Regions from separate parts of the Macaca mulatta genome. Here region 1 is linked to region 2. A link is a contact called in public Hi-C data. All regions are on one chromosome and are shown on one strand. Each heading gives the region's core, a stretch centred on a gene start, on an enhancer-like site or on the middle of the called end of the contact. The rest is flanking DNA. Distances are from core to core; before and after follow the strand shown.

Region 1 (4,082 bases), core at 110-2,609, 330 kb after region 2:
GAAGGAAGAAACATCAGCCTGGGGGTTCGAGGCTAGAGGCCAGTCTGGGCAACATGGGAGACCTTGTCTTTAAAAAAAAAAAAAAGAATGTCCCAAGACATACCAACTAAAAGTAGCAAGACCAAGAATAGAGTTTGCTGCTACTTTTAAGAAAGGGTGTGTGTGTCTGTGTACCTGTGTGTGGGGGGGTCTGGATGTATACAGAATATGTTTATACATGCACGAAACAGAAACATAACATAAGTAACTGGGGGACTAGATTTTACGGATGGGGAGACTCACTTTTTACCCTATATTCTTTGAACTGTTTTAAGTCTTTGGCTATATGCCTGCATGTTTCAGGCAAATCACAAAATCTGACAACACGTCACTCAACTCAAGATACCCAGACCTTACATAAACCAGAAAGTAGAATGGTGGTTGCCAATGGATGAGCGGAGGTGGGGAAGAGGGGTTGTTTAATGGGTAGAGTTTCAGCTTGCAGATGAAAAAAGTTCTGGAGATTGACTGCACAACGATATGAATCTACTTAACACTACTAAAGTGTACACTTAAAAAATGGTTAAGATGGCAAATTTTATACGTATTTTAACACAATTTTTTAAGGTGAAAAAAATCCCTAAAAGATACCTATGTTTTAAGATCGGTTTAATTTGTTTCTAATTTGGAAATCAGTTTTTAAACACTCCATTATTACTCTAGAATTGAGCGTCAGGAACAGTGAAAACTCTACATTTAAACTCTGGAGCTGCTCCTGCGACCTTTCACCTAGAACTCGTACGCATTCGGCCAGGCATGCACTCCTGCTAAATTCAGGGAGGGCCAGCACTGCGGGCGGCAGAGTGACTTACCCTCGGCCCTTTACCAGTGGAAGAGGTTTCTACACTGCTGCCACCCTGTAACACAAAACTTTGTGTTCCTTTTCACGCGTTACCGCAGATTCTCGGTGCACAGCGCCCAACGCGGACCAGAGCTTAGAGCGTGCCCAGGCAGCATCCTTGACTTCCCACCGCCGGGCCGGCCAGCCCGGGCGATTAGCGGCGGCCCCCCCGAGACGCGCCCTTCGCCCGACCGGGTCTCTCCCCGCGCCGCCCCGACCCCCTTACCCGGTGTTGGGTAACATGACTTTAGTAGATCAGAGGAGGTGGCGGCGACTGCGGCGGCTGCGAGCTGAGAGCGAAAGCCGGACAGTCCCTCCGCATTTATCCCCGCCCCGGCCCCGCCCCTGCACCCGAGGCCCCGCCCCAAGGCCTGTGCTGGAACGGGTGCGCCGAAAAGCCGGGATCGCCGAGTGCGCCTGCGTATGCAGTCGGCCTCCCGCGCCCCACGTTCCTTTTCCTCGCCTCCCAGCCTGGTCCCTGAGAGGGGGCTCTCCGCGCAGGCGCTTTGAGGCACAGCTCCGCCCCGCCCCCTCACTGGTCCTACGGTGACAATCAGGCTCCCGTCGGCGCCTAACGTCTGGGCAGCGTCATCCGCTACGTTAGCCTTTTCGCCGTGTCTAGGGGTTTCTCCTCGCGCTATCGTGTTCCAGCGCTGGCTCCAAGCTGGGAGGGTCTCTGAGCCCTGAGCCCGCCCTCTCCTCGGCGGGCCCTCAGAGGGTGCTTAGCTCTGGGTCTTCTTGCCCCTGCACCCGAGCCTGGCGCGCCCTCGGGCTCCTCTGGGAACGCTAGCCCTGGGCAGAAATTACCTTTGTGGTTAAAGTCGGCCCGCGTAACTTTTCCACTCTACCGCCGAATCTGGACCCAAGCCAGCCTCACCTTGTGCATGAGTAGATAGTTTGTGTTAAGCCGCCAGCTTCTTGGAACAGAGCTCTCTGCAAAAGTCGCGCTGAAGAATTCCTAGTCAAAAGCTGAACTTGCAGAAGAAGTTTTTACTTCTGGAATGAGTGTTGAGATGAGATCGATTCTGACATTCAGTTTCGCTTTTGGGATTACGCCTTGGATTAACTCAGCTACCCTGATGAGCTAAAGACTGTAGTATATTTGAAGGAAGACACGAGGAACTGTTTTGTATTTTGTAGGGATAAAACAGGACCCTGAGGAGATTATTATATGAAGACTCGTTAAAGAAACTAGCCTGGAGATGGCTTATGTAGTTGTAGGCTCCCCTTTGTTTTTGTTTTGTTTTTTGAGACGGAGTCTCGCTGTCGCCCACGCTGGAGTGCAGTGGCGCGGATCTCGGCTCATTGTAACCTCCGCCTCCTGGGTTCAAGCGATTCTCCTCCCTCAGCCTCCTAAGTAGCTGGGACTACAGGCATGCACCACCACGCCCGGCTAATTTTCTTGTATTTTTAGTAGAGACGGGGTTTCACCATGTTGGTCAGGCTGGTCCCGAGCTCCTGACCTCAAATGATTGGCCCACCTTGGCCTCCCAAAGTGCTAGGATTACAGGCGTGAGCCACCGCTCCTGGCCTCTCTCCCCTTTGTTATAGGCCCTAAAATGACTCTGTTTACTCAATCATATCACCTGCCCTACTCCTATAGGCATTTGAATTGATGATTCATGATACGGTCTTTAGAGGCTCCAGAGGAATTTGCAAATGTATTAGCATCCGCTCAGTGACTGCTGGTTACCTGAGATACAGCAGGACAAAAAGGACAAGGTCTCTGCCTATGGGAGGTATGAGTAGCCAGTGTGTTCTTTAGACTTGTTAGGCATTAGGTATTTTAGGAAGAGTGTTGATAGAGATAGATGGAAAAACTTACTCTCCTCTCATCCTTAGGAGCACTTGCTGAGGGGTGTATATATCTGTCGAATAGAGTGAATTCTGAGTAATGGGGTGACATTTTCTTCGTATCATCTAAAATGTTCTCTCCTTTTTGAAAGCCACAATATCCTCAGTCTGTTAGAGTCCCTTCTCTTGAATTTGTGTGCTTCTATTTCCATTTGTTACACAGAGCTCAACTAAGAGGCGAAACAAAAAACCTTTGCCAATTTTTCAGTCATAACCTTGATATTTTGTGAGCTTAAATACCTGTAATTATACTATTTTTGTACTTTGGAATGGCTTTCACAGAAGGCAAATTTATTCCTAAATTATTAGAGGTAGTTTTTCTAAGCAAGTTTATATCCATTGTATTCAGTACTTTGACTAGAGTTCATTTAAAGTGTGATTTGGAGTTACCCATGACCTTCTACCCCATTACCTTGATTAACCTAGTATTAGATTAACACTAGAGTGGGGAATGGGTGAAGAAGGAGAGGACTTGTGAACATAATTAGATCTTCATTTTGGAAGTGAATAATTTTGGCTTAGAAAGAACACTTCTGACTGCAGCGTGAATAGTTTGTGAGTAGATAAAGGCACAGAAGCCATTTAAAAGCCCATAGTAATGTAATGCGTAAGAAAAGCAGTAACCTGAACTAAGGCAGTAATAGTGGGAATGAAAAGACATACTCAAGGTATGGAACCTGGCAGATGTAACTAATGATTAGACATAGGAACAAAGAGGGGAAGATGGTATCAGTGGTGACCTTCAGATTTCTGGTGTAAAGTCCTGGGAGGATGGTGATAACACAGTCAAGAAGTGAAAACAAATGGTTTGAAAGCCAAGTATCTTGAAAGTCAGATAAGTCTCCCTCACTTCATCCCTTCTCAGCTTGACAAAACCACTTAAAAATGCAACATTTTCTTGACAGGCTACTGGCTACAACACATTCTCCCAACCAATTTATTTCCCTTAAGTTTTCGTTATAGGCAACAATAACCTGATTTGGCTAATTTAAACCAAATTAAAGGGGTTGGGGAATTTAGAAGAATTCTGGGATAGTTTATATAACTTAAGGAAGAGCTGAACAACTAAGCTTGACAATGGGAACCAGGATACTTCCATGATCCTCAGCAGCATGATCTTCTTTCTAGAATGCGTTGTAGGTGGCTTCTCTGTCTTTTCTGTGTATCTGTTCAAGCTTCAAATACTAAGACAGTCTAGTACAATGTGTTTTGTTTTGTTTTGTTTTTTTGAGATAAGATCTTGCTCCGTCACCCAGGCTGGAGTGTAGCAGCACGATCATGGCTCACTGTAGCCTCAACCTCCTGGGCTCAGCCGCCCAAGTAGCCAGGACCACAGGAATGTGCCACC
Region 2 (3,807 bases), core at 202-2,701:
AAAAAATTCTAAGGTTCTATCAGCCATTTAGATCTCAGTCATCTTTTTAGTCATACTAGAACTCACGAAGTCCTCTTAACTGAAAGGGCTCCTGGCCTACCATCAAAATGCTCATGTGTTAGGCTTTATATCTGGATTAAAGTAAAGTCAGCAAGAACTGGTCTCAGAGGAATTCTTTCCTCCAGAACAGAGGCAATGTGTGAGATTTAAGAACTCAGGACTTAGCATCTGGCAGAACTTTCAATTTGAATCTTAGCTCACTATTTGACATAGAGCAAGAAACACGAGTCTCAAATGTAAATCAGGAAACAACAGGACCAGAGCTGATGCACAGGAAGCACTTCGCATTGTAGAAGGCACTCAATAGCTGCTTGGTATAGAGTAAATACATGCTTGGTTTTGAGTAAATAAATACTTGGTATTGAAACGATTATTTCAGTCATTGATCTGTGCACAAGAAAATTGTGTATCATAAACATTTTACTCTTGAGCAAACATCGATTATTAAAAACACATGTTCAAATTCATTATCCATTCTATTTAATTAAATGCTTGAGGCGCTTGGGGAGCTTACATTTGTGATTTAAGTCTGTGTGTTTTACAAATGTATCTTTCAGAAGAGATTAAGACACTGCAATTTTAAGCAGGGCAGTGTGGCTCACGCCTGTAATCCCAGCACTTTGGGAAGCTGAGGTGGGCAGATCCCTTGATGCCAGGAGTTCAAGACCAGCCTGGGCAACAAAGCGAGACACTGCCTCTATAAAAAACATTTTTTTTAAATTAAAAAAAGTGCAATTTGAACACATGTAAATATAAGATTACCTTTTAATTCAAATGTGTAGATATCTATTGTGCTGGAATCAGGTGGGCAGCAGGTGATCTCACTCATGGCATCTTGGTGTTCTGCGATGTGGCACATCCACTTCTTAAATGCAGATTATTGCACTGTAATAAAAATCCTCCATGTTCAGTGCTTTCATTGTGTATAATTGTGTAAACTGTAGACAAAAAATATTCCTGAATTTGTGTGTGTGTGTGTATGTGTGTGCGCGGATGTGCAATCCGAGATGGTTGTTAAAGCTCGAAAGCGAGCTTAGCCTCTAGACTCGCCTCTCCTCCGAGGCCCAGCCAAGGTGGACTCGCACCGTCACAAGACCGGCCAGGCCGTGGCAATGAAGAAGAAGCCAGTCTTGGTGCTAGGGACCCAGTTGTTCTCCGTCCCGCCCCTGCCTGACAGCCCCGCCCTGCCCCGCCCCGAGCCACGCCCCACCCTGGCCCCCCGCCCCCCAACAGTACTGCTTGCATCTCCCGTGAGCCTCTTCGACTGTCACTCTTTGGAGAAAAAGTGACGTCTGCACTGAGGTGGCCGCTAAAGTGCGAATCGCGACGGGTGGTGGCCGTTGGGTCCCGGCGGGAGGCGGGGTTTCCGCTCCCTGGGGCGCACGTCAGTCAGGAGGCGGAAGCTCAGCGGGGGCGGGAAGGTTGTAGTGCGGTGAGTTGAGCTCCTTTTGCCTAAGTGGTCGCGCCCCCTTTAAGAGCCGCGATTGGAAAGCGAGGCGGTCCCGGTGTCCTCGGGTCCCAGGTAAGTACGACAGTCTGGCGGCCCCGGGGAATGGAAAAGTGTGGCCCCGGTCCTAACCTGCCGCCGCCGTCTTTGTTGCTACAGGCAGCGACCTCCCCTCCGACCTTGCCACCCAACATTTCTCGCTGCTACTTGCTTCCTTCGTCTCGTTCACAGTCCTGGCCCAGTCGGCTCTGCACGCCCGCAGGCAGGGACCTTTCTGGCACGCCAGTCTAGCCCTGTCACAAGATGGCCCTGTTGTCCTCCAGTCCTAACCCGGCATTGTCAGCCGCTGTAGACACCTAACGATTCGTTTATTAAAAACCGGTGCCTGTTTTCTATTTCTTATGTCTTTCCCGGCTCCCTAGACTAAGGCGTCACTCTTTGCTCCCAATGAAATTAATTATGTGCCTCCGGCACTGTGCCCACCTTTTAAAGAGCGCGTTTGTTAAGCTTTTTTTTTTTTTTTTTTTTAAATTAATAGTATATGGTTGCTTGAATAAGACTTTATTTTCCCATCGGATTATATGTTCCTTGAGAGTAGGAGTAGGATCTTGCTCATCTTGGATCTCCCCAGGATTTAGTACGAAAGCACGAAGTTTGGAAACCAGCAGCCCAAATAATTCTTACTAGCTTTATGACCCTGGGTACGGTCTCCTCATCTATAAAATGTTGATAAATAAATAAAGGAACTAATTTCGAGCATCTTACACAGTGTATGGTGTAGAGCAGGTACACTACTCCTTTTCTTTTTTTAGCTTTCAGCGTACACAGTAGTTGCTGGGTATGTGTTTTAGACGAATGCAGAGACACCATAGGTGAATGATTTTTTTTCCTAACAGCATGATTGTATTGACTCTTATCAATTGGTTGATATATTTGGTAAATACAACCTAATGTTTATTAAAGACAGTAATGCTAAATGGTATGAACATCTGCAAGAATAAACAATGCCGTATTTAATTAAATGCTTGAGACACTAGCAGAGTTTACATGTGGGATTTCAGTCCGTGTACATTTCAAATGTATCTTTGTGAAGAGGTTAAGAAACAGCAAACATTTCATTGTAAGGAGGGAGGCTAACTGTTCCTTTTAGTTTGTGATTAAAATATGGTGCATTGTATATGTGTGTACACATATTTTACAGGTGATTGTGAAGTGCTGACCAATTGCCACTGGACATAATTGAAACAAAATAGGAAAATGGCAGCAAACTCTTCAGGACAAGGTAATGACAGCGGGAATTTCTTTACTAGGAACATTTTCCCCGTATAGTAAATGTATTTGAATAAGAGAAAATTTAGCATAGGGCAGTTACTGTAGCCAGAATTTAAAAAATGAATAGCAGGACAGGAGCGGTGACTCACTCCTGTAAGCCCAGTAGTTTGGGAGGCTGAGGCGGGTGGACTGCTTGAGGTCAGGAGTTCGAGATGAGCCTGGCCAACATGGTGAAACCCTGTCTCGACTAAAATACAAAAATTAGTTGGGTGTGGTGGCAGGCACCTGTAATCCCAGCTACTAGGGAGGAGAATTTCTTGAACCCAGGAGGTGGAGCTTGCAGTGAGCCGAGATCGCGCCACTGCATTCCAGACTGGGCGACAGAGTGAGACTCCATCTCAAAAAAAAAAAAAAAAAAAAGCAAAGAAAAAAACTACATTTGAAATACACTCATGTGCTGAATAATGACATACTGCTTATAGGATGGTGGTCCCATAAGATTATAACAGAGCTGAAAAATTTCGATCGCCTAGTGATATCTTGATAATCCTGACCGTGTGTAGGCCTAGGCCAATGCATGTGTTTGTGTCATTTTTAACAAAAAAGTTTAAAAAGTAAAAAATTAAACATTTTAAAAATAGAAAAAAGCCTATAGAATAAGGATATAAAGAAAATACTTTTTTTTTTTTTTACAGCTGTACAGTGTTTTGTGTGTTTCTTGTTGTTGTTGTTTTGTTTTGTTTTGTTTTTGAGATGGAATTTCACTCTTGTTGCCCAGGCTGGAATGGTGCGATCTTGGCTTACTGCAACTTTTTTTTTTTTTTTTGATACGGAGTCTCGCTCTGTCGCCCAGGCTGGAGTGCAGTGGCGCGATCTCGGCTCACTGCAAGCTCCGCCTCCCAGGTTTCCGCCATTCTCCTGCCTTAGCCTCCAGAGTAGCTGGGACTACAGGCGCCCGCCACGCCTGGCTAATTTTTTGTATTTTTAGTAGAGACGGGTTTTCACCGTATTAGCCAGGATGGTCTCGA

The links. A called contact is a pair of places that touch in the nucleus more often than the background predicts.
Region 1: a contact with region 2 is called in a Hi-C map of fetal cortex germinal zone, with 2.0 times the contacts expected there. The contact joins the promoter of HSDL2 here to the promoter of INIP in region 2. A contact is called at or near these places in 2 of 14 Hi-C or Micro-C datasets (fetal cortex germinal zone and fetal cortical plate).

What each region holds. Positions count from the first base shown.
Region 1 is chr15:45,924,536-45,928,617 of T2T-MMU8v2.0, forward strand. It overlaps HSDL2 (hydroxysteroid dehydrogenase like 2), which reads right to left and starts at 1,360. Exons shown (of 11, transcript NM_001199126.2): 1 at 1,107-1,360. The coding sequence starts at 1,123.
Region 2 is chr15:45,594,292-45,598,098 of T2T-MMU8v2.0, forward strand. INIP (INTS3 and NABP interacting protein) reads left to right here and starts at 1,452. Exons shown (of 6, transcript XM_077968323.1): 1 at 1,452-1,582; 2 at 2,709-2,789.